4 separate regions of the Mus musculus genome follow, and regions 1, 2 and 4 are each linked to region 3. A link is a contact called in public ChIA-PET data. All regions are on one chromosome and are shown on one strand. Each heading gives the region's core, a stretch centred on a gene start, on an enhancer-like site or on the middle of the called end of the contact. The rest is flanking DNA. Distances are from core to core; before and after follow the strand shown.

Region 1 (4,935 bases), core at 840-3,339, 160 kb after region 3:
ATCAGACTAAGAAATCTGACCTACTGAAGGAAGGCTGTCCATAGCGTGACAGATTTACTTCCAGAATAGATACAGGTCACCAGCAGACATCCACAGCAAGCAGTTGCAAATCTCACTGGGTCTGAATACGACTAGGAAGTCTTCTGAAAATGGAGATTCTGAAATTCCAACTCTAGACTTTCAAGTTTAAAAGTCCTAATGAGATGGAATCGCTGCTGAGGGGGGTTTTACCAAGCAATCCTGAGCTTGGCTGACTATCACCACACCATTCATTTCCCCTAGATTAAAAAAAGTAGTCTGTAGGGTCTGCATGTGTGTGCACATGTGTGTGTATGTATGTATATATGTATGTGCATGCATACATGTGTGTGCATATGTATATCCTGATCACTTTTACATGTGTGTGTATGTATGTATGTACATGCATACATGTGTGTGCATATGTATATCCTGATCATTTTTACATTCTACTTATCAAAAGATATGCAATGATGTGTGAGAAGAACAGGCTTTTAAATTTTCTCCCAAAACACTATCATAACAATCACTCAGGGAAAACTCCAACCTTTGAAGTATCTTGTAAGATGTATTTACTTGTTCTGTGAGTATGAAAGCATGTCTGCTTGCATATATGTACGTTCACCACATGTTTGCTTAGTGCCTGCAGAGGTTAGAGGTAACCATCAGATCCCCTGGAACTGGAGTCCCCAGTGTTTGTGAACCACCATGTGAACTGAACCACTGACCCCAGCCCCTGATGTAATTTTCTTCTTTAAATCTTCATCTCACTTGAAAACTGCCTGGGTTCTTTTTCTGGTTCCCAGCATTCTATTTCAGAATGCACTCAGCTTGTATTTAAAGGAACATCCGCCAAATGTCATCCACTAGTTCACGCTCAACACTGCGTACCTCCGACCTACTCAGTTTCTTCTGCCACACACATGGGCTTAGCATCACACACACACTGGCTCTTCTCTCGGCCCTTCCTCTGGTTTTGGAGAGATTACGTAACCATGCCCACCCCTCATTCTTGATAGGCTTATACACGAGGGCTCAGAATTCCATGCCTTACTCCCTTAGAGTACAAGTTTCATAGAGGCAAGGATTTTGTGGTCCTCTGCACACTGCAGTTCATCTTCTACACTAGTTCTAAAAAATGGTTTAATGACTACATTTCAAATAACTAAAGGAAGAAAGGTGAGAAGGACGATGAAAGATCACCCTGCTTGTTTCGACCAGCATCATTCTCTCTGAGCCTCTCCCTCTGGATGCTGCTGTGAGTGACAGCATTGAGATGAGCCCTTAGCTGTCTCTCTCTCTCCACAGCCCCCACCTCCCTTCTCACCACCACCTGACTTGTAAAAATATTTCATAGTCCCTATTTCTATGGCATGTGAAAATCAGCACACAAAACAAAACATCAACATAATTAGTTAATTAATTGCCTAAAACTAGGTCTGAGGTAATGTTGGTCAGACAACTTAGAGAAGATCAGTAGCACCCGAGATTCTGATCTGGCAAGATAATTGAGTGAACAAAATTGATGCCTGGAAAATACAAAGCTCTCAGGCTGGAGAGATAGTTCAGTGGTTTAAGAGCACTGACTGCTCTTCCAGAGGTCCTGAGTCCAATTCCCAGCAACCACATGGTGGCTCACAGCCATGTAGTGGGATCAGATGCCCTCTTCATGTGTGTCTGAAGAGAGCAACAGTGTACACATGCTCGGGGTGGAAACTGTGAATGACCTGGTAAGCAAAGCCCAGGGTCAGAAGTATTTGTCACTAAGAACTGAGCAAAGTCCTGGCAGGCATTAAGTACTGTTAAGGAAATCTGAGGATGTCCTCCAATCAATGTGAACTGCACAAGGGCAAAGACTTTTGCCTCTAATTTGTACTCTACCATGTCAACAACTCCTGACCAATCCTGACAATGTATGCTTATTTTGTCAGTAAAGGGGCATCAAGAACTAGAAAAAAAATTCTTATACCAAAACAACTCAATTTGAAAACCCCAGCGGTTTAGATAGGCATGCAGGGAGGATGTGGTCTCCCTGCCTTTTCCTGAAGATGACTTAATTTTCAGGTCAATAGCACCTCCCCAAGCTACATCTTCAACCAAAGGAAAAAGGGGGGTGGGAGACAGAAACAGAGAGGAATCTTTCAAAGCACATGAATTTGGGGAAGCATAAAGCATACTGAATACTACAAGGCTTCCACTTGAACGGCATCATTTTTGAGCCGGTAATCAGCACTGAGACGCTGAGGTTATATGGAGCACTGACTGTATAATAACTGACTGTTATATGGAGCACAGCCTAGTAGAGAATGCAGCTGCAGCTGCTTCAGAGCCACCAACGGTGCTGAATGGGAAGGAGGGACCCACCAAAGGAAAACGCAATGCCGTTATTTCCTAGAAGAAGGGTGAGCTCTGAGACACATAAACAGTAAACGCTCACCACAAAGAATTAGGAGCCCAGGCTTGACCCAGCTTTGCCAAGTCAGGTCATCTCCTGGCAAGCCCCAAGTGTGCAGTCAGGGAGCTCTGATGGGAGACGGCAATGCACAATGGGAGAGCTTGGGTACCAAGAAGTGAGCTTCAGCCATGAGCCAACATGAATAGAAACTGCTACTGAGAGCAAGCAGTCAAAGCAGCTGCAGCTTCCAGGCAGAGAGTCGGTTCTTATACACTTCCCCGAATGCAAACATGGTTGGCTTCGCTGAAATCAAGGATGAGGTAGCATTTGAAGCTTGAATCAGAGCATGTAGGAGTATTCAAAATGTTAGATGCGGTAGTTCAGGGAGTCATCACAGGAACACATGCATTATCTATAAAAGGCACTTAACCCTCTAATGAAAGTTCAGACTCTGTATTAAACTGTAGGATGAGGCCAGCAAGATTAAAAAGAAAAAGAAAGAAAAAGAAAAAGAAAAAGGAAAAGGAAAAGGAAAAGGAAAAGGAAAAGAAAAAGAAAAAGAAAAAGAAAAAGAAAAAGAAAAAGAAAAAGAAAAAGAAAAAGAAATCCAGATGTGATGTCTGTAAATCCCAACCCCAGAGCAGCCCCACAGCTGCATAGGAGAGGTAGACCAAAGAATCCACTATATCTGTAAAGCTTCAGAAATAGCAAAAGAGACCTTGCCTTATAAACAAGGTGGGGAGACAAGACTCTCCTCTTCTGGCTTTCACATACACAGTGTAACATGGGCCCCACCCCAAGTTCCACACTAAGAAATAAACATAAGTAAATGTTTTAAGATTGTGTGAAGATCTCTGTAAAGATACACCACGGGCACTCCACCTTCAGTTTCCCACTTGGCCCTCTGTCTGATGAGGAACTTCTCACAAGTGAAGGTGAACAGAACCTCCAATTAAGCTAGAAATCTATCACATATATACATATGTTTACATGTCATACATATTTGTTCCATCCACTCCTGCCTCTTATCTAGTCAATTACCTGATCTTGCCTATTATACATCCTACACTTTGCCTGCCTCCTTCCCCTTCCCTCAAGCTGTTGGCAGGACCCACACTTTCATCGTGGGTCTTTGTGCAGAGCACTTCAGTCGCCCTTACCTGAATTCTCTGGATTAAGATACAGACTCCTAAAACCCATAGTCTACATAAATCTGTATCCTGATAGTATTCTGTAACAACTTCTAATATGATGTTTTCAACACCACACTGGAACATTGCTTTGCATGCTTGTCCCACTGTCTAGATACTGACCAAATCATACCGCACTTATTCCCTTAGCACAGCAAGACTTGGTGACCACTTCCAACTCCTGGTTAGTCACATGCCATACTGAAAACATCATTTCCTGTTTCTCACATTGGGGCCATTGTGTGAACCGTTACACCTTGGCATGTGCAGTGTGATCAATTAGAACTTATTCTGAATTAGAAATAAATGCCAGATATAATGGATCAGAATAGGGTAGAGAAATTTCAACTTTTCTAACACCATTTTACCTAGCCTGGAATTCAAGATCCTCCTGCCTCAGTTACCCAGAGGTTTGGATTCATCATCGCACCCAGCAAGAAAACTGTACTTTATTGAAATGTTTTTGCTGAGTCTATACGATACACTTTCACCAGCAGTTTGAAGATGCAATGGCCTGTGATTCTGTAATGTGCATATTATATCTTTGAAGATGAAGGAAAGCGCCCCAAACTCAGTTGGTCCCCTCCACCATGATTACAGAGAGCTTCCTCTATACCATCTTCATGTTGGAAGAAAGCCGAGGGTCTTTGGGTACTAAGGGCAAGCTATTGTAATAATCTAACCTGTGGAAGGAATCAATCAGAAGTTCCAAGAAAATACCACAGCATTCTTGCCATGGGCAGGCAGCAAACTTTATTCTAAACTTATGGACCGAGGGGCATACTCACATGCAACCACTTTAGATCACCTACTTAAGTGCTTTGATTATGTAACATAGTGAACATTTTAATCATGTTTCTAGGTTACCGTGCTTGTTTATCCTTGTTTTGATTGTGATATATGACCTGCTTTAGCTCTTCAGACAAGAGGCATTACATAATGTGATTATAGGTGTATACACTGGAGTAAAACTGCTTACATGAGACTATGACAGACTCCACTTTTAATGAGCTTCGTGTGTCACCTCTTTACCCTTCTTTGCAAGAACGTTCATTCGAAAATACAGACATTTTATCACTTTTAAGAGGTAAAAGCAGCTATGTTGTTTATATATTTTAGGTGCCATGACTAATACGCCTTTCAAGGTGATATTTTTATCTTCACAAGTTGTCATATTAGAGGATGTTCACCTTGTAACTCCAATGAATACTTTAGATGTAATCCTGATGACCTTGCTTAGGTGCTGGGTGCTATGTGATAAAAAAAATTTTTTTAGGTGAGGTATATGTTGCAGAAATGAGCAATCTGAAGTTTAATCAGATGTGGGAGTAG
Region 2 (4,351 bases), core at 508-3,007, 210 kb after region 3:
ACCCTGCTCCATGGTGGTAGCACACAGATTTAATCCCAGCACTTGGGAGGCAGAGGCAGGCCAATTTCTGAGTTTGAAGTCTACAAAGTGGGTTCCAGGACAGCCAGATCTACATGGAGAAACCGTATCTGGAAAAGAAAGAGAGAGAGAGAGAGAAAGAGAGAGAGAGAGAGAGAGAGAGAGAGAGAGAGAGAGAGAGAGAAGAAGAAGAGGAGGAGGAGGAGGAGGAGGAGGAGGAGGAGGAGGAGGAGGAGGAGGAGGAGGAGGAGGAGGAGGAGGAGGAGGAAGAAGAAGAAGAAGAAGAAGAAGAAGAAGAAGAAGAAGAAGAAGAAGAAGAAGAAGAAGATGATGATGATGATTCAGTACCAAACACCACTGTTCTCATTGTTGTGCAGAGGTCTAGTGGTATGATCCTCAATACATTTTATGAAGATATAGATGTATTTCATGTGTGGCACACTCGTTTTGTGTTTCAAGGAAGTAGTTTTATCTTAGCTTGGATTTTATTACTATTCCTAACATTGAAATTCAGAATATTCAGTTCTATAAGGTGGTTCCCCCAGCATATTTTACTCAGTTATTCTAATCTACCAGAAAGGCAACATGCTGAAGAGTAAGAAAATAACTTTTCACTGCTGTATTCCCAGCACTGGGAGGCGGTTAGGGGCAAGGCAACTATTTTCTTTGGGGGTGGGGGGGTTCACAGTCTACAGGATTCCCAAAAAGGACCAGTGGTAGGGTTTTATGACATTATAGATCTAAAGTGTATGGGACGGGAGAGTGTTTAGAAAAGGCAAAGCTAAAATCTCCTTATGATGTTCTTTGCAACACAAGAATTTAAGAAATGGGCTCAAATAAATCGTATTTACTGTATTTTCAGAGCCTAGGAAGTCACGACTTTTTAGACATGTACTGGATAAATATCAGTCGAAGTAACTGCCTTCGTCCACATTCCTTTTGAATTCTAGACGCAGCCGGGTCTTTACTCCATAGAAAGCAATGGAGCTGAAACCGTAAATCCCTTAAAAGGTCAGGAGCAGTTAACAAGGCTGAACTAGCCCTCATGGGCAGTGCCACCCAGGCCGAAAAGCGATGGAGGAAGAAGAAATCAAAACAGGCTTAAAGACGGGGGAAAAACAAAACAACAATACTGAGCAAGCCTAAGAGGAAAGACATTTCTGCAGTGGGTGTTTGCAGGAAGCCACTGCAATTAACCGCAGGTCACCATCCCCTGCCAGTAGGCGATCACCTCGGTCAATGCCACCGGGGCCGTGGAGACGACTCCGACCCCACTTTTAAAACGCTCTCATCAGGATCGCCCGGGTTTCCCCCCGAGTTCCTCGGGAAGAGCAACCCCCACAAGCACCTAATGCACGACCCGTGTCCTCTCCATTCAAATCACGCAGCCAATAGGAAAACCCTCCGCCCCGGGCAGACGCCTCGCGCGGCCCGCCGAGCCCGGGAGGAGGCAGGCAGGTCAGCCCGGTCCCGCCTCGCCGCCCGACCCGGCTGCCTCTAGAGCTCTCGGTCCCGCCGGACGAGACAACCTTCCTTCCCGGCCTCCTCCCTTCCAGGAGCGGCCCAGCCCCCGGCTGCCAGAGCCACACCCGCTTCCCTCCGGTAGCGCCCCCGCCAGCGCTCGGCCCCCGAGCTCTTCCTGGGCCGGGCCGAAGCCGAGGCCCAGGCCGAGGCGGGAGCGCGCATGCGCACTGGGCCGCAGGGCGCCTCCCCGGCCGCGATCTCGCGAAGTTACGCTCAGCCGGGCCGCGGCTGACGGACTGACGGGCGGGCGGCCGTGCCGGGGGCGGGAGGGCGTCTGTGGTAGGAAGAGAGGCCCGCTCGGCCGGGCTCGCCCCAGTGCTCTGTGGGATACTGGAAGTCTCGAGCGTCTCCTCCCCGGCTCGCGGCTCCGCTCCGCTCCGGCCCCTCTCTCTCTCTCTCTCTCTCTTTCTGTCGCCGACGCGGTCGCATACTCCCCCCGGCGGCGTCCCCTCGCCGCCGCCGCCCCCTTCCCCCCCGCCCCAGCTCGCGATAAGAGGAGCCGGCGGCTGGAGAGGGGATGAAGATGGCGGACGCGAAGCAGAAGCGGAACGAGCAGCTGAAGCGCTGGATCGGCTCCGAGACGGACCTCGAGCCGCCCGTGGTGAAGCGCCAGAAGACCAAGGTGAAGTTCGACGATGGCGCCGTCTTCCTCGCCGCCTGCTCCAGCGGCGACACGGACGAGGTCCTCAAGCTGCTGCACCGCGGCGCCGACATCAATTACGCCAATGTGGACGGACTCACCGCCCTGCACCAGGTCTGTGTGCCCGGCGTCCCCTCATCCGGACCCCGGAACCCCGGGGCCCGCTGTGGTGCTCGCGCCCGGGGCCGGGGCTGAGGCCGGGGGGTGGCGGGAGACTCCCTGCTTGCGGGTGAGGGGGCGGCTCCGTCGCGGGAGGCTGGCTGGGGCGCGGGGCTCCGGGCCCCCCTCCAGAGCCGCTCGCCCGCAGCCTGTGCAGTTTGGGGGGGGACCCGGCCGATGTTCCTGGGCGCGGGGCAGAATGGACTGTGGTCCTCTTGGGGGCCTCCAGGGCCATTTGTGGACATGTGTCTGGGTCTGGTAGTCTGGGTCAAGCCGAGCCGGAGAGTAATGGGTTGTGCCGAGGCCCGGTGTCAGTGATAGACCGTGGGGCGGGGAGGGTTGTTGAAAAAAAAAAATCCACTAACAGGGACTCTTGGGGCAGATGGAGCCCACTGGCCTGGAGGTGGGCATTGGTGTTGGTGTACATTTTTAGGACTTGATTACAAATGAGGATGATGATATTAGTGATCCCGAACCCTTAAAGCCCGAACCCTTAAAGCCGGGTGCCCCGAGCGAACGATTTCCTGTTTTCTCCTTTATTACTCTTGGTCACTGGGGAGGGGGAAACGGGGTGTAATTAGCTAATCCGGAGTGGCTGAAAGAGAGGGGATTGGTAGTGAATCTGATAAGGGAAGTCTTCCCGAGTGGGCTTGCCCACCTCGTAACTGGAGTCTATGGGTTCCTGTACTCGAAGTTGGTCGCAGTCACAGATCCCTGAGTCCTGGCTCCTGGAGTGCACACCGGGGCTAGGGAAGATGGGAATAAACACTGTGTACTCCTCAAAGACAGTTGCCAAACTTTATTATTATTATTTTTTTATTTTTTGGTGGTGGTGGTGGGGAGGGGGAGAGAAAAAAAAAAAACCAAAGCTAATCACAACCTTTTCTCAAAATGGATGCTTTGTGCATGTTAAAGTTTTATAGTAGTCCGATTGGGATCTCTCAATGTTAGCCAAATAAGGAGAAACTATTGGCAATCCAGAGATAATGTTGCTTTGCCTTTAACAAGCCAAAAGCAACAGAACCCTTAGAGTTCTGCTTGAAAAGCAAGTTTAAAGTGCTGGTAATAGATGCCACGACAGATTCTTTCTATTTTCATATTAAGAAACTTGGAATTACTAGGAAATTTACAGTGAAAAAGAATTTTCCCGCTCCCCTCAGACTCCTCTTGGTTGTGTGGGAGAGCATAGCTCTATTTTGAATAATAGTGTGGTTAAAAACAGAGGTTGAAACCTAAGGCTCCGCACTTTGTACCTAAACTTTATTATTTTGTGCCTGTTAACTTTATACCTTTTAAAAAGACATGGTATGGAGGCATTTTCCTTTTATTGTTTCCTGCTTTAATAAGTGATGACCATTTAAAGTTTTATTTAATCAAATTCACATATCAAGCTTGGCGTAGCCTTTGTTTACAAAGCTGACTGGAAGGGCTGAAGTGCCTGACAATCTGCAGGACAGATCTGGAATTTAGAATGGCACCAAAGGAAAATATAGGGTGGTTCTCTAATGTAATGCAAAGTTCATTTGCTTACAGCTTAAGGCACATTATAAATCTAGATCTGGAAACATGGTTTTGAGAAGGAAATCACCTTCAGCATTAAAAATTTTTATCATATAACATTAAAAAAATAATCTTCTTTTTTCACATGTCCTTGGCAAGTTTAAATGAGAAATTGGTTCTGAGACACACTTAACTATATGTCAGAATAATTGGATAGTGGTTTATATCAGCATGTTTTCTAAAACTAAGTAGAAGTGTGAAGTTTATTCCCTTTGGAGAATTGTACTGGCTTAGAGGAAGAAGACAATGTCTAACATTTTTTTTTAATGTTGCAGTACTAGTTTAGATAGTTGAAAAGACAAGAAATTGGCTTTTAAAGGCTTGTGTTTAACAGTTTTTACTTATTTAAAGAAGCCAGACTTAATGATATCTTCTTGATTAACTGAATTCAGTGGTTTAGTGAATGTAGGTATAGTCTCTATGACTGCATATTTTGTTTGAGTTGACAGG
Region 3 (4,535 bases), core at 1,816-4,315:
TCGATGCCCCGGTGTAGGGGAATGCCAGGGCATGGAGGCGGGAGAGGGTGGGGGAGCACCCTCATAGAAGCAGGGGGAGGGGGAATGGGATAGGAGAGTTCCGGAAGCTTGGTGAGAAATGCGAAAGGGATAAAATTTGAAATGTAAATAAAGAAAATATCCAAGAAAAAGAAAAACAAACAGCCCAATATTAAAACAGGACAAAGGCATGGAGATACCGCACTGGAGAAGATGCTCGGATGATAAATCAGCATGTGAAAAGACAACTCATACCGCTCATCATTAACACTGACAACAAGCATCCAATGTTGGCCATTGTAGACAGCACCGAGGACTCTGATTTGTCGCTGGTGGGAATGCAGAATAATGGTACAGCCATTTTGCAAGCCACTTTGTTAGGGGCTTACTCTGGTTTGGTTTGGTTTGGTTTGGTTTGGTTTGGTTTGGTTTGGTTTGGTTTGGTTTGGTTTGGTTTGGTTTGGTTTGAAACAGGTATTAGCACAGGTAAGCCTCACCCTCATTAGGTAGCCAAGAATAGCCTTCAACTTCCGGTCCTCCTACCTCCGACTTCCAGAGAGCTGGGTATATAAGTGAACACCACTGTTGGAAGACCCTGCTTAATAAACAGCAGTCCACCATGACCCGATAGCTCTCCGGAGTAAAATGGAAGACTCCCTTTCTTGGCGGGGCTTCCCTTTCTCCACTGACCTTATCTCTAGTGTCTTTAAGTACAGATGCCTGACCCTGCTGCAGGATGAGCCTGCACAGAGCTGCCTGCAAGTCCTGCATGATTCAGCCAGTAAGTCCCACTCTGCTCTTCTTGCCATATGATGACTAAGTACGAGGTTATTATCTCTTACATATCCCTATCCCTGAACACTGAAGTAGAGCTGTCTCACTGGGGCTGCCTCCACAAGTCCTGCCGTCATACTCACAGTTCTCTGAACCCTACTTGCCGCTTGGGTCCCCTCTGCCCTCACAGGTCAGTGGTTAATGACCCTGAGGGGAGAGGGAACCCACACACCACCGTGCTTTGTGTATGCTAGACAGTCTACTAACAGAGTTACAAACCTAACCCTGGTTTCGCTGCTTTTTTAATGAACCCAGGCACACTTTTTTTCATGGGAATCTAAGCCTCCTTAGTACTTATACAGAAGAATCCAAAACTTTGGTACACACACACACACACACACACACACACACACACACAAACCAATGCTTTTTACATGGATATTTATTTATTTATTTTTGGCTTTTCAAGACAGGGTTTCTCTGTATAGCCCTGGCTGTTCTGGAACTCACTTTGTAGACCAGGCTGGCCTCGAACTCAGAAATCTTCCTGCCTCCGCCTCCTGAGTGGTGGGATTAAAGGCATGTGCCACCACGCCCGGCTTACATGGATATTTTAAATCTTATTTATGACAGTTCCAACTTGTAAGTATGTGTATAAATTCACAAATTGTCATATTCAAAACACATATTGTTGCTTAAAGGTAACACGAGACCCAGTAGAATTATAAAGCATTTACTTGGACAAATCATGGTCTATGGATGTCACAGTACTGGAGCAAGAATTGCAAGTGGACATCTTTTAAAATATGCACAAATACAAGTAGAGCAGAAAAAAAATTCGTTTGGTTCTGGCTATAAAATGACCTTACTTGGTCTGCCTTGATAGAAGGCTCTAGTTATACATTTAAAAGTTAATTTGTGGCTTTTATGGGTTGAACTTTAGTTTCATTTTATGTTCATATTGGCATTTACAAGAAATAGCTCAGGTTAAGTTTCAGTTATGTTTGCAAGTCAAACAAGGATAAAGTCACTTATGAGGCCTGACTGGTTTTTGTCTCCTCTGGAATTCTTTCCTGCCTGGTCTCCATTTGAATGCAGTTCAAGAGTCTAAACTGTTATTTGCTGCCGATTGCTATTACTGTAGATGAGATATTTTCCACTCTTACAGAAATGTGTAGTTTAGTCATGGAGTGTAAAGACTTTTTAATATTCTTATGCCTCAGCACGTAGAACCAAATTAGCATTTCTTAGGTTTGCGCTGTGTTCAAATGTTTCATTTAAAGAATATCTGTTTGAGTTGCTGACTTCATAAAAAAAAATTACTAAACGAATTTTGGCTTACAACTCAGATGGAATTTTCAACCACTTCTGAAATGAGTATGAAATGCCATTTTGTACTGTAAAGTCATGTGAAACCACACCCAAAGTACTGATTATTATAAAAACCAAAATACTGATCAACTCTGAGACATTTTCGAAATGCTCTATGTTCTGTGGTATCAAATTCTTAAACAAGATTTAATCCTTTCTGCAAAAACAAAAACTTGTATTCATCTCATTCATGTACAACTGTTTGTCCTTAGTAAATGATAAAATTTTATATTTTCCAAAGATTAGTTTACTTCTTTCTTGCTTATCAGTAAATGTTTTATTTGAGTACCTATTTTATGTGCCTAAAACTCCAGGATCGCATGACATTTCTCAGGTATAAAGGATCCACAGGGAGGAAAAATTAAGAAACCTTAAGGTGGTGGTTCTCAACCTTCATAACAGTGAGACCCTTTAATATCGTTCCTCATTGGTGCTGACCCACAACCATCAAACTATTTTCATTGCTACTTCATAACTGTAATTTTGCCATTGCTATGAATCATACTGTAAATATCTGTGTTTTTCAGTGGTCTCAGGTGACCCCTGTGAAGAGAGCATTCACTCTCTAAATGGGTCATGACCCACATGTCGAGGACCGCTGTCTTAAGATGCTCTCTGGGGTTAAGTGATCATAATGTGCCAGCACAGATGCAGCAGTTGTAAGAAATGAACTACCCTAGTGGAGAATATTGATAGAGGGATTCTCTGTATGAATGGAGGGAGGGAGACTGTAGACTGGACATATCTCCCCCCAGTCCTTATATCAATATCTTAATCATCAGGGTGATGATGTTGGGTTGGGTAGGGGGACTCAGTAAAGATTAATTTATCACTGCAGAGCCTTTGTTCATGAGATTACCACTGTAGTAAAAGGGAAACCCACACAGTCCGCCACTTCCTTTGCCATGTGAAAACCCAGTGAATACATAGTTGTCTATGAACCAGGCTCCAGGCCCTCATCAGACTCCAGATCTGCTTATACATTCCCCCTTCCTTTCCTACCTTCCAGAACTGTAAGAAACACATGTCTGTTGTCTGTCCACCACACAGAGAGCACTTTGTTATAGCAACACCAAAGGACTGAGACAGATGATACATGCAGAACCTACATGGGCTTCTCTCAACTTTGTAGTAAACCTAAAGTAGCTCTAAGACAGTACACACACACACACACACATACACACACACACACACACACACACACACACACATACATACACACACACGCATACACACATATATACATACACACACACATACACACACACGCATACACACACATATACATACACACACACACACATATATATGTATATATATATATGTTATGACAAAGTTTGGAGATTTTGAATCAGGGAACTGAGTCTGATACCTAACCTCGTAGTTTCGGAGCATGCAAAACTCACTCATCTGCGACTTTAAATTGTCTAAGAGCCAAAGACTGTTTTGCTCCTGGGATCCCGGGGTTCTTTTGGATGGGTGCCCTCAAGTCCCGTTATTTATTTGCATCTGCTTTGTCACTTGGCTTAGAACACACTGTGTCTTTGTCACTGTTTGTTCCAGCACCTCTGACCCTCCAGCGTTCAGCTGGGATTTGGGAGGGGAAAAAATTAAAACCTCTGGATCTTCATTAGCAAAGAATAAAACACAAAACTTACTGGGCATCTGCACACATCTACACACACACACATGCATACACACACATACACACACACACACATACACACACACACACGCATACACACACATATACATACACACACACACACACACACACACACACACACACACACACTTTCCTAAAGAACTCTTTTCTCCCCATCATCAAACTTTACTATTTATATGATTTCCAAAAGTACAGGAAATAAGGAAACTGGTGCTCTGTTCTCTAGTTACCAAACTCCTAGTACCCATAAGCCACCACTCTTCCCCCAAGGCCTACCTTTGTAGGTAAGGCCTTTGTCTCTAACTGTGAGGTCATCATGCTCCAAATAACCTTCATTCCTTCTGCCCTAAGAGTACATGGTTCAATTTCACAAATCCTCACTGAACAAAGAGCCTCTAGTAGGAAATGAGCTGCTCTTGACAGAGTGAAAAGAGAAGACACTCAAATGTATGCACCTTCTGAGACAGTTTGGAGGGGGCAGTTATGTCGCACTCCTGACCTTAATATCTTTGAAATGGAAGGATGATAGTATTTCCTGATACTAACTAAGATCCACAGTGGTAAAAAGAACCAACTCTACTGGCACCCATGGAGTGAACTGCAAAGCCCAGGGCAAACGAACGCTCGGCTATTTCTGCTGGATGCTCTATAAGTAGAGGGTAATATTCAGACTCTTCTAAGCTCGACCGCCATCCTCACTTACCAT
Region 4 (4,218 bases), core at 1,328-3,827, 250 kb after region 3:
ACTTTTTTTGTGCTTAGACATCTACTAAGTACCTCTGCTACTTAGATCAGTTCATAGAAAAATTCAATAACTTTTGTTTGTTTGTTTGTTTGTTTTGAGACGGGTTTCTCTATGGTAACAATGCTCTGGCTGTCCTGGACTCGCTTTTATAGACCAGGCTGGCCTTGAACTCATGGAGGTCTACCTGCCTCTGCTTCCTAAGTGCTGGGATTAAAGGCATGCGCCACCATGCCTGGCATGCTAACTGTTACTTTTTCTTCAAAAATAATGTAAAAGTTAGGTACTTAGGCTTTGAGTCAGCTAATATGGATTACAAGTGCTTCCTCGCCAATTCCTGCGAGTTGTGATTTGGGCAGGCTCAGTCTTCTAGTTTCAGTTTTCTCTTCTCTAAGATGGGATAATAGGACTGTTGTGAGGCTTAACTAGGGTGACCTGGTACACACAGTACAGTATGGCACATAAGAAATACTGGTACACACAGTACAGTATGGCACATAAGAAATACTGGTACACACAGTACAGTATGGCACATAAGAAATACTGGTACACACAGTACAGTATGGCACATAAGAAATCCGTGGCGTGTATTATCTTTTGATAGTTATCTTTTTGTTTCCTCTGGTAAAATGAAACTCAACCTCTTTCTTCAAATGCTAATGCTTGTACTTTTTAAAATACAGCTTTTGAGACTGAAAAAGCAATAACAGTTCTATATAATTTCCTTGCATAGATTTGATTGAGTCATAAACCTGCTGAGTCATTTGGTATGTTTTTAGTTACATGTAAAAGATTACCATAGTTCCAGAATTATGACTTATGCAGCCACATCTTAAGAGCTTAATTTAAAAAGGGTTAAGAATAAAAATTACCTTCTTCATATTTTACAGAAGTCACTTCTTTATGGCTAAAAAAGAATCCATTGTATATATTAATTACATTCTTTGTCTATTCCTCTGTTGATTGACACCTAGGTGGAGTCCATAACTTGGACTATTTAAATTGGCTATTGTAAACAGTACTACAATAAACATCTATGTGCCAGTATCATATTGGTACATTGGTGTATTAGTTAGGGTTCTGTTGTTGTCATAAAACACTAACTTGACGAAAAGCAAGGACTTTTTCAGCTTACAAGTCTTAGGTCACACTTCATCATTGAGGAAACTAAAGGCAGGAACCTGGAGATAGGAACTAAAACAGGGGCAGTGGAGGAGTACTGCTCACTCTTAGCTTGTGCAGTCTGCTTTCCTATACAACCCAGGACCACCTGCCTGGGGTGGTGCTACCCACAATAGGCTGCGCCCTCCCCATCATCCGCTAATTAAGAAAATGCTGCACTGGGATGCCTTCAGGCAGGCCAGTCTAATGAAAGCATTTTCTCAATTGAAGTTTCCTCTTTCTAGATGCCCTGACTTGTGTCAAGTTAATATAAAAACCAGCCAACGCAGGTGACTTGTAGTTTTTGGTATAGCAGGGGTATGTGCTAGATCCATACCCCTATGGATATGAGAGCTTAGTGGCTATGCTAGTTTACATTCTGAACAGCAGCATATCAGGGTTCTCTTTTGTCACATCCTCACCGTGATTTGCTGTTACTGTTTTCTTAATGACTGCCATCATCACTGGGATGAGATAGACTCTCACTGTGATTGTGATTGGCATTTCTCTGATGGCTAGTGAAAATAACATTTTCAATGTTTCCTGGCCATTTATACTTCATCTTCTGGGAACTGTCTTCTGTTTTCACTAACCCATGTACTGATTGTTTGATTTCTTGTATAGTTCTTTTTTTAATCCTTGTGGCCTAGATACTAATTATGTCAAAAATGAAAGCTAACAACTTTTTTCTCCTGTTACATAGGCTGTCGCTTGATGATTTCCTTTGCTAAACACAAGCTTTTGTAGTTTAATGGAATTCCATTTGTCAGTTGTTGGTATTATTTTATGAGAGATTGGGGTCCTGTTCAGGAAATCTGAGCCTATTCCCATTTGTTAAGTGTTTTCTCTTTTACTTAGGCAGATCTTTGATCTGCGCCCATTTGGTCTTTACACAGGGTGAGAAATAGGGACCCAGTTTCATTCTGTTATATGGGTGGCTGTACAATTTCACCATGGCCACTGTTTGTTGAAGAGGTTGTTTTCAATGTTTATGTTTTGGAGTATTTTTCAAAATCGGGTGGTTACATTTGGCTTGACTCCTCTGTTCTACTGACCTCTGTGTCTGTTTTGTGCTGGTGTACTCTGTAATATAATTGCAGTAGGGTATGCTAATACATTACTCCAGCATTTTGTTTTTGCTCAGCATTGCTTTGACGAGCAAGCATTTTGTGCTTCTATATGTATATTAAGGGTATTATTATTATAATTATAAAGAATAACCCTGGAATTTTGATGAGTTGTGTATAATCTATAGGTTGTTTTGGTAGTGTGTCCTTTTCTATAATAATACACTTGTCTTAGGGATTCTATGGCTGCAACAAAACACCATGACCAAAAAGCAAGCTGTGGAGGAAAGGGTTTACTCAACTTCCATATTGCTGTTCACCACCAAAGGGAGTCAGGGCAGGCAGGAAGTCAAGCAGGGTAGAAACCTGTAGGTAGGCACTGGTACAGATGCCATGAACAGATGTTGTTTACTGGCTTGCTCAGCCTGATTTCTTACAGAACCTAGGACCATCAGCCCAAGGATAGCACTACCCACAATAGATGGGTCTCCCTTCATCAGTCACTAATTGAGAAAAGGCCTTATGCCTGGATCTTAGGGAGGCATTTTCTCAATTGAAGCTTCCTCCTTTCAGGTAACTCTAGTTTGTGTCAAGTTAACCTAAGGCTAGGCAGCATGACATGTTTCTAGTTTATGAGCATGGCAGATCTCTCCATCTTCTGATGTCTGTCTGTTTTCTTCCTGACTGTTTTACAATTTCTATTGTAGTATCCTTTCACTGCCTTCGGTAGGTTTGGTGTATTGTAGTTAGAGTTTGTCTGACTGTTTTACAGTTGCTGTTGTGGAATCCTCTCACTGCCTTCAGTGGGTCTAGTATATTACAGTTAGAGTTTTTGTTTGTTTGTTTGCTTGGGGTTATTTTTGGAGGCAGTTATGAAGAAGTATTTTTGCTTTCTTAAATATTTGCTATTGAAGTATAGTAATGTTGTTGGTCTTTTATGTTGATTTTTATATTTTGCTATCTTGCTGATAGTTTTTATCGAATCTAAGAGCCTTCTGGTGGAGTATTGGGTATCTCTTTAATTTTAGAACTGTGTCATCTTGATGTTTTCTACTTAGGCCTCATTTATTTCCTCTCTGTGGCTACTGTGCTCCCATATTGATTTTTTATTGGAATATTTTCTTTACTTACATTTCAAATGTTATCCCCTTTCCCAGTTCCCCTCTCTCCTGGAAATATGCTATCACATCCTCCCTACCCCTGCTTCTATGAGGGTGTTCCTGCACCCACCCACTCCTACCTCCCCACCCTCAATTCCCCTACACTGGGGCATCAAGCCTTCATAGGACCAAGGACCTCTCCTCCAATTGATGCATGACAAGGTCATTCTCTGCTACATATGCAGCTGGAGCCATGGGTACTCCTTTGTTGATGGCTTAGTCCCTGGGAGCTCTGGGGAGTCTGGTTGGTTGATATTGCTGTTCTTCCTGTAGGGCTGCAAACCCCTCCAACTCCTTCAGTCCTTTTTCTAACTCCTTTATTGGGGACCCAATAGAGTGCTGGTGCTCAGTCCAATATTTGGCTGCAAATATCCACCTCTGTATATGTAAGGCTCTGGCAGGACCTCTCAGGAGACAGCCATATCAGGATCCTTTCAGCCTGCACTTCTTGGCATCCAAAATAGTGTCTGGGTTTGGTAACTGAATATGGGTGAATCCCCAGGTGGGACAGTCTCTGGGTAACCTTTCCTTCAGTCTCTGCTCAACACTTGATCTCCATATTTGTTCCTGTGAGTATTTTGTTCTTCTAAGAAGGACCGAGTCACCCACACTTTGGTCTTCCTTCTTCTTGAGCTTCATGTGGTCTGTGAATTGTATCCTGGTTATTTGGAGCTTTTGAGCTAATATCCACTTATCAGTGAGTGTATATCATGAATGTTCTTTTGGGATTGGGTTACCTCACTCAGGATTACATTATCTAGTTTTATCCATTTACCTACGAATTTCATGAATTCATCTTTTTTAATAGCTGAGTAGTACTCCATCGTGTAAAT

Evidence for each region. ChIA-PET counts read pairs in DNA pulled down with a chosen protein or histone mark.
Region 1: a contact with region 3 is called in an RNA polymerase II ChIA-PET map of memory CD8 T cells, with 43 read pairs. The contact joins two enhancer-like sites. A contact is called at or near these places in 1 of 15 datasets of contacts at CTCF or cohesin (pro-B cells) and 3 of 115 datasets of contacts at active chromatin or transcription factors (embryonic stem cells, memory CD8 T cells and oligodendrocyte precursor cells).
Region 2: a contact with region 3 is called in an RNA polymerase II ChIA-PET map of memory CD8 T cells, with 148 read pairs. The contact joins the promoter of Ppp1r12a here to the enhancer-like site in region 3. A contact is called at or near these places in 8 of 39 promoter capture datasets (the C10 cell line, the HPC-7 cell line, HPC-7-derived erythroid cells and 5 more), 3 of 15 datasets of contacts at CTCF or cohesin (CD8 T cells, the NIH/3T3 cell line and pro-B cells), 20 of 484 Hi-C or Micro-C datasets (the C2C12 cell line, the G1E-ER4 cell line, the HPC-5 cell line and 14 more), 25 of 115 datasets of contacts at active chromatin or transcription factors (the 230-238 cell line, the HPC-7 cell line, SST interneurons and 19 more) and 3 of 9 other capture datasets (adipose tissue, bone marrow-derived macrophages and pancreatic islet).
Region 4: an RNA polymerase II ChIA-PET map of memory CD8 T cells shows a contact between it and region 3, with 9 read pairs. The contact joins two enhancer-like sites. A contact is called at or near these places in 1 of 15 datasets of contacts at CTCF or cohesin (pro-B cells), 4 of 484 Hi-C or Micro-C datasets (the HPC-7 cell line, group 2 innate lymphoid cells, liver and 1 more), 1 of 115 datasets of contacts at active chromatin or transcription factors (memory CD8 T cells) and 1 of 9 other capture datasets (bone marrow-derived macrophages).

Annotation. Positions count from the first base shown.
Region 1 is chr10:108,116,337-108,121,271 of GRCm38.p6, forward strand. No RefSeq gene overlaps it. Among named protein-coding and RNA genes, the nearest start is that of Gm40754, 42 kb to the right of the region's middle. Within about 2 kb of position 2,090, at least 55 of the 459 cell types and tissues checked have an H3K27ac peak or open chromatin away from gene starts, as enhancers often do. A contact at or near this core is called in memory CD8 T cells, where this site is marked.
Region 2 is chr10:108,160,341-108,164,691 of GRCm38.p6, forward strand. Ppp1r12a (protein phosphatase 1, regulatory subunit 12A) reads left to right here and starts at 1,758. Exons shown (of 25, transcript NM_001368736.1): 1 at 1,758-2,296. The coding sequence starts at 2,060. It overlaps Gm40754 (a long non-coding RNA gene), which reads right to left and starts at 97. Exons shown (of 4, transcript XR_872014.2): 1 at 1-97.
Region 3 is chr10:107,950,971-107,955,505 of GRCm38.p6, forward strand. All of the region lies in intron 1 of Gm29685 (predicted gene, 29685), which reads left to right. Among named protein-coding and RNA genes, the nearest start is that of Gm29685, 6.6 kb to the left of the region's middle. Within about 2 kb of position 3,066, at least 10 of the 459 cell types and tissues checked have an H3K27ac peak or open chromatin away from gene starts, as enhancers often do. A contact at or near this core is called in CD8 T cells, adipose tissue and memory CD8 T cells, where this site is marked.
Region 4 is chr10:108,201,069-108,205,286 of GRCm38.p6, forward strand. The region is part of intron 2 of Ppp1r12a (protein phosphatase 1, regulatory subunit 12A); the gene reads left to right. Among named protein-coding and RNA genes, the nearest start is that of Ppp1r12a, 41 kb to the left of the region's middle. Within about 2 kb of position 2,578, at least 4 of the 459 cell types and tissues checked have an H3K27ac peak or open chromatin away from gene starts, as enhancers often do. A contact at or near this core is called in memory CD8 T cells, where this site is marked.